Regions from separate parts of the Anas platyrhynchos genome. Here region 1 is linked to region 2. The links are chromatin contacts, called in public Hi-C maps. All regions are on one chromosome and are shown on one strand. Each heading gives the region's core, a stretch centred on a gene start, on an enhancer-like site or on the middle of the called end of the contact. The rest is flanking DNA. Distances are from core to core; before and after follow the strand shown.

Region 1 (3,590 bases), core at 880-3,379, 45 kb before region 2:
CTGTTTGCACAAGAGTGACAGAATTTGGTAGAGGAAAAAAAAAAAAAGATGAATTCTGTGGAGGTGGATTTTTTTTCCATCCAGGCTTGCACCAGCCATGCTGGAACATTGCTTGGATCTGCCAGGAGAGGGCACGTGTTGTCCAGAGCAGGCGACATCTCCCACTGCTGTCCTGCCTGCTGCCATACACCACTGGGTAACCAGAGCTGGAGCAATTCCAGGCATTAACCCAAAGAAAGGCTTGACATTTTTGTCGGTCTCTAAGGTAGGCTGCTTGCTCTTAAGGGCTGACATTCCTCATGGCAGTTGGACCAAAAAATGTGAAGTGACCACCACAAAAGTGAAGCCTTAATATTGACTGCGAAAGCTTTCATCCTCCTCTGTCTTAACATCTTTCTGGCAGATATATTTCATTTGATTTTTGTGTGTGTGTGTTTGTGTGTGGGGGTTAATGGCTTGGCAGGTACAGGGATATTAATAAATAATTCTTAATTATAAGCTCTATTGAATTATTAAAAGAGGAGATAATATCTCTTTATGACAATATTGTACGTAACACAGCTAGCTTATGAAATCAAAAGGGATAAAATAATAATTTGCACAGTCAGATATGTTGAAGCCACAGAGGCCGGGAACAAGACTTGAAGATCATTGATCTGTCTGTGAGCAGAACCAGAGTACAGGCAGGGAGTTCAGCAAAATAACCTGCTGGTGTGTCAATTAAATCTCTCTAGTAAACCATCCAAACAAGTGAGATTCTGCTTCAGGCATTTGGTGTCTGTTTCTCTAGCAGTAGTTTATTCACTACTGGACAATTTTAATGATTAAATAGTAGTTTTCTGTTGTTTGTTTACATCTTCAAGGCACTATCCAACAAGTTTTTGCAGGGACGGTTGCAGTAAATGTCTGAATGATCCTGATTTTAGCGATAGAATAAACAGCTAGCAATCAGTGTTAAATGAGAGGCCAAAACTGAACTGAAGTTCGTAGTTCTCCAGCATTGTCCTGTAGGAAATAACCACGTCATCTTAGACACTGTCTATGATGAAAATACAATATATATGTATGTTATAAAAAGTAGGCGATTTAGCCTATAAAAATTGCGATGTGATTTATTTTTTACCCTGTATTGTCACTTTGTTTTTCAAAATAGGTATGAATGCTGGGCACCAATGATCCCTAGTCATGGACCAGGCATGCATTTAGGTTTTAGAGACAGATTTTTATAACTGACTGTTGAAGATTTTGAATTATTTTGAAGGATGGGAGTCTAGATGTAAACTTACTCTCTCTGTGTCAGCTTAATTAAACTTGGTTCTTCTGTATTTACAGAAACAGAAGGACTCACTTAACTCACTCCAGAGACGTACTATATGAGGGTGTCTTAGATTAGTTTCATCATAGCGAAGTGAGCGGCAGTCAAGGTTATGTTTACAACTTTATTTCTATTACCTTATGAAACTCCCAGGGACATTTGAGTTTGCAGCGTACCGTTTCTTGTTCTGGAGAACTTCCAGAACAAATTAACAAATTTGGTTGCAGGCAAAACAGCTTTAGAAGACCCATCTGAAGTGCAAAATACTGTAAAGACAACGACTGTATTAGGTTGTACGAAGTAAATAAAAACTAGTTTTAGATTACATCACATTAAAATGTAGGACCATATGGCCTAGCCCTGTTTCGCTTACGATAAATGCGGTGTACTCCAAAATCTGCCTCAAGTTTCTGTTGCTTCTCAGGTTGTCATGGGAGCTTCTGACACAATACTGAGAAGATAAAAAGAAAAAAGCTGAGCGAGCTCTGAGTGCAGTGTTGTGGTGGAATAGACGAAGGATGAACTTGAAGACACTGCCAATTTCTCCATGAGAAACCTAGTATAATATACAATAAGAAATATGTAGAAAATTGATACCTTTGGTACTCAAAAGTGTTCAGAAGCATCCCCCAGATTTGTAATTTACAATCTACTGTGGATTGTATAATTTCCTGCCTTTCCTTGCAGGAGGGATCATTTGATGGAAAGACTGATCGTGCAAGGGTCTGGCTGCAAACCACAGTGTTGTGCCATGTTTCAGGGAGCTGAGAGAAATGCTTGTTGTGCTATTCTGTAGTGTTTGGGCTGTGCTATAGATGTTTTCTACTGCTGTAGTAGAACATCGAGATTCATTATCTAGGATAGCAGGCTACTTTCCTTCTGTGTGTAACATTATCCTGAGAAAGCAGTACTGTAATTTTGTTTGTTTGTACTTTTCCTTGGCATCAGGTATTGGCCACTGTTAGGGTAGAAGTCCGGAGTACTGGAATAGCTGAAATAGCCAGTCTTCTTGCGCTGAAGTTGAATTTGTTCCAATTTCTACGTATTTTTAGATACTGTAGCATGAAACTTCATGCCCTCCAAACCATGGCTTCAGGGCAGTAGCACTCCTGTGGCAGTTCCCCTGATGCCAGTAGGACTGATGGCATGAGCACAGAGCACAATCTGTGTCCGTTCTTTTCTCATTACTTAATGAAGCACATTAACTATCACAGCTTGTTCTTCAGAGTAAATTTTGACACAGTCTATACATTTATGCATAAATTTCAAGTAGAAAGGGGAATATTTCTCTGTGTAATGAGAATTTGTAGTAGTACCTGTTGTTCTAGGCAGTATGGTTATTAATAGAGTGGAGAAATTTTAAGTCCAAGGGCTGCCTATGGTGAATGAGTCTGAATAAATTGGTATAATAAACTGAAAGGAAAACACAGCACTTAGAATGGCATTTTCAGCTTTCTTCACGTGTTTCTGTATAAAGAGGATTTTTTAATGATCTGATTTCTTTCTCAGGTGGACTCAGAAGAGCAGTTTTACATAAAGAAGGAACAAAGTGAATGTTACACAATTTTACAGTGACGGGAGAAATAAAATTTCAAGGTTATGACTGGGTAACTTATATTACCAGATATGATTCAAGATGAACACTGTGCCCACGTTACCCCATTTGATTTAACTGCATCCTCTTTAATGAAATGGAAATATAAAACGATCAGAATTCCACTTGGGGACATTCCTCTCTAAACCAAGAAAAAGTATACTTCTGTCCTCTAAAATTAGTTCAATTATCTCAATTTAAGTGTGATTTTTAAGTCTCACGGTTTTGGATACAGCTTGACAGCTTTGGTTACTTTTATTTTGCTCTAACTTTCTACTTCCCTAACCAAGTAAGAGGGTGTCGGTATCCTTTCCTAACTTTTGTAACAACTATGCTTGATTTTGTATATGCGTAAGTGTTTATCACTGCTGTTGTGCCCATCAAACCCTTATCTGTACAGCACCCTCTCTCACACACACACACAAAGTTATGTTTATGGAGACTTACTGCAAAATAGTTTTATAACCTGAAGTACTTGTGGCAAATCAAAGGGAAATACTGTGGCATCTGTTTTTCACTGCTGACTTTTAATTGCAACTGCTACAAATTTAACAGCTAGCAGCTGACTTAATTGTGAAGAGCAACAAACCAGGCTATTCTTCATGCTTCCTTACATTTTTCATGCATACTTCCATTCTTGGTTACATGGTTTAATGTTGGACTTGGCAGTGCTAGGCTAAA
Region 2 (3,484 bases), core at 105-2,604:
CTTGTGAGGAGAAAAACCCACAGACATCCTTCCAATAAATAATACCCCAGAAGGACATCTTGAAATGCCAATAATCCACCAATTTAATAATAATACAAAATTGGGCTTTCTTCACTTTGCAAATGTGTTTTCCTGTTCAAGGAAAATCAAGTTAAGGAACAAAGCTGCAGAATATTTTCATAGTTAAGATTTGGATCCTTTATATTTCAACTTACTTTCCAGAAAAATAGCATCTCTTTTAAAACTGACAAACACATTTTCCTTTATTTATATATATATATTTATTATTTTTTGAGTTATTTCTTAGCCATAACTAAGCACCAGTATTCTTCAATCTGTATGTTAATCTGAGGTACCTGTGACTTCTGCCAAAAATGACAGTTTGTGAATTGAGGGTCAGTTTCCAGTAAAAGGTGAACTCTAAAGCACACCAGAACACATGGTGAGAATGAAGGAAAATACAAGATTAGCTCAAGTTGCATTTCTAAGAAAATACCGTTAAGTTAACCATTCTAAGTTGCAGTTTGGGCAACAATAACTCTTCTGTCTGTATTTTATTAGATTTATTTGAGATTCTTTGCTCCACACTGACATAGTGTGGTCTGTTAGAACATAAAGACTATTTCCAGTGCTTTGACAGTAAGAACATGGGTGCGTTAGTATTGTACGTATGTTAGAATATATGCAGAGAAGAAAGGAAAATGGGATATGAGCAGCACTGAGTGCTCAGCTTCCCCCCCCCCCCCCCCCCCCCCCCCCGCATACAGAATGCAGTTTCATCTCTGCTTAAACTTCTATTTAATTACTTGGTTTGTAGTGCCTCTTGGCTGTAGAGCATTTTTTCCTTGGTTATATAATATATTTGTGCTCATGTTAAGGGACTGACAGCATGGAAGATGACATGCATTGCTTGCCTTACAGGTAAGGTCAGGTACAGACAACAAGGCTGTAGGTTCATGACAGCTCCCTGCTATTTCCTGATACGATGCCAAATACCTGGAAAAAAATCGTCAGTAGTTAACCTGTGCACATTCCACTTGTACTGGTACTGAGCAGATCGCAAATGTGAAAGACTTCCTAGGGATAGTCCTAATTCTTTTATAAATCCATCTGAGACCATTGAAATGTAAGTTCTGATTTGAGGGTGTGGTATGGATGAGACAGACCTCGGTGTCAGAGCTGTGCCACGACTGTTCCCCAGCCAGCTGCTGGTGCCCCATCGCTTTGCTCCTCTAGCTCTGTAATTCATCTCCTGTTTTCTTTTGGCCTGCAGATCACTGTGCAGTTATGCATGCACTAGCTATGCCGTTAGCCTGATCCTGTAAATTCAGTACGTATGAGTGGTCTTACTGAACTTCTAGGAATGACCAGGGTCAGGTTTCAGGTTCTGCCTATGTGCAACTATTCAAAGGATGCAGGGGGTGGGGACTTGGGAATATGATTCCCATGGGAGAATGAGTCTTTGAGTTCTTGGGTCAGAATTCAGTGTGAGTTGAGGGGGAATCGCTGTACCTGTGAATCCCAGCACAGTTAGGAACTAGGAGCCTTTACTCAGCTGCCTTCCAGGGGAGCATGGTTCTTGCCATGCATGAGGCATGGTTCTAACCCAGCTTCTGCTGTGCTGGGAACAATATCATCAAGTTTAGCTTGGAGGTCAGAGCTTTTGTCTCCTTTATTTATTTATTTATTTATTTTTATTATATGGACGTTGTCCCGTCTCTGTGAAAGCAGCAGCTCCAGGTTTACAGTGAGAGTCAGGATCTTTTGTTGATAGCTCAGCAACAGTAGAAACTGGGAGCATCAGATGCTGCTTCTCAGAGGCAAAGTACTGCTGGTCGCTTATGACAATGTTGCTAAGCCAGCCTGCATCTTACAGGAATTCAGCCAGAGCACTAGCTCTCTTGGAATTAGTGCAGGTGTTCTAAAAAAAGAGCTTCCAAAGTGACAGTAAAACTACTGCGCTCCTGTGAGCTCAAGAAGCTCCTGCTGTTTGCCTTTCTGCTGGGATTAGCCAAATTCCAAGAGAAGTCATAGAACCTGCTTCCACTATTGCAGGAGGAATGTGATGGGACAAGGCTACAAAAGAAAAGGGGTTATGCAGCCTTCGTCATGGTGTATATCAGTTGGAAGCCTCGGAAAGATGGAATCAAGTAGTATTTCTGTGAGAATTTATAATTCCTGGTTCTTCTTTTTCTCATTATAGCTTCTCCCTTATGATTGCTCTTCAGTCTTCATGTGTAAGGCCTTAGATGGCAAAAACATGGATATAAAAGTGAATGGGAATATTAGCATAAATTTCAGCTACAGCTAAGAAGATTTGACCAAATCCATCAGAACCTGTGATGTTCCTTCCCGAAGGGATTTGGTAAGGGAACACCTAAACCCCACTTATTAGAGTTATTTGAGACTCAGCTCTGTTGGCATGCAGCAAAATCCACTCAAAAGCTGATGCATTATCTGAGAAGCGTTTGTTTAAAACTTTGTCTGTAAAGCTAATTTAAAAAGTAGATCCCAAAGGAATCATTTGAAAATTAAAACAGGGAACCAAGCAACTGAGAAACTCGTCTGTCTGGTGAGGAAGGAATTATTTTATTATTTCCAACAGAATGATTTTTTTCAAAAATCAATTTCATATTATTTTATAGTTTTACATGTGTGGTTGAAAATGCGTTAGCTCAAAGATGCATGCCTTTGCGAAACACCTCTTTCTTCTCTCTATAGTCAACAGTAGCCCACCTTCACGTCTCACACTTCCTCTCTGAAGTGCGTGCTCTCAAACTTTGTATGGGAACTGCAAAATTCCAAAGTGCCATCTAATGTCTGTCAGCAGGAGAGCAACTGCCTTATGCTAATGATTACAATAGTGCAAAGCAATGACCACATTTTCCCTAATCATCTCAGAAATATTTTTGCAGTTTCATTTGACTTGGAAAGCCTCACCTTCTTTTGTTTTGTGTGAATTTTTATTGAATGAGGTTTTGGAAGCAACTGAAAGGCAAAGATTTTCTTACTTTGTTTGCCAAGAAGTGTGCAAGTGAGAATAATTTTCCACACCTTTTGGGCCTGGAATTTTGCAAGGTTTAAATCAAAATCATTTAATTTGAATGACAAATTCAGTTTCATAATAATTTTCCTTAATTTTCCATTGCTCTACCAACAGGGCTATGTTTTTTTCTAGTAGTACATACAAGAGAAACACTAAAAAAAAATTCAGCTTGCCTTGTGCACCTTTGTAGGTAAAGGGGCATCTCAGTTGTTCTTTATACGATGTGTTTGACTGTTGCAAGCTCAGTCAGTATAACGTCAGGTAATTATTAAATATGTCTTTAAAAGGCAGGAATATTCAAATGTAAACATTAAAACATTAAAGAGTAATATCAGGCTTGACAGGATTTTTTAGAAATACAACTTTCTAGTCACATTTAACACATTTGCTTCTTGCTAATTAACATGAAAAGCATCTTACCTTCTAAGTTGTGATTTA

What was found. Hi-C and Micro-C count contacts between places; a contact is called where the count stands out from the background.
Region 1: a Hi-C map of skeletal muscle shows a contact between it and region 2, with 1.5 times the contacts expected there. The contact joins two enhancer-like sites. A contact is called at or near these places in 3 of 8 Hi-C or Micro-C datasets (liver, skeletal muscle and small yellow follicle).

What each region holds. Positions count from the first base shown.
Region 1 is chr16:10,961,725-10,965,314 of IASCAAS_PekinDuck_T2T, reverse strand. The region is part of intron 3 of ARVCF (ARVCF delta catenin family member); the gene reads left to right. Among named protein-coding and RNA genes, the nearest start is that of ARVCF, 76 kb to the left of the region's middle. Within about 2 kb of position 2,129, at least 2 of the 8 cell types and tissues checked have an H3K27ac peak or open chromatin away from gene starts, as enhancers often do.
Region 2 is chr16:10,915,616-10,919,099 of IASCAAS_PekinDuck_T2T, reverse strand. The region is part of intron 3 of ARVCF (ARVCF delta catenin family member); the gene reads left to right. Among named protein-coding and RNA genes, the nearest start is that of ARVCF, 120 kb to the left of the region's middle. Within about 2 kb of position 1,354, at least 2 of the 8 cell types and tissues checked have an H3K27ac peak or open chromatin away from gene starts, as enhancers often do.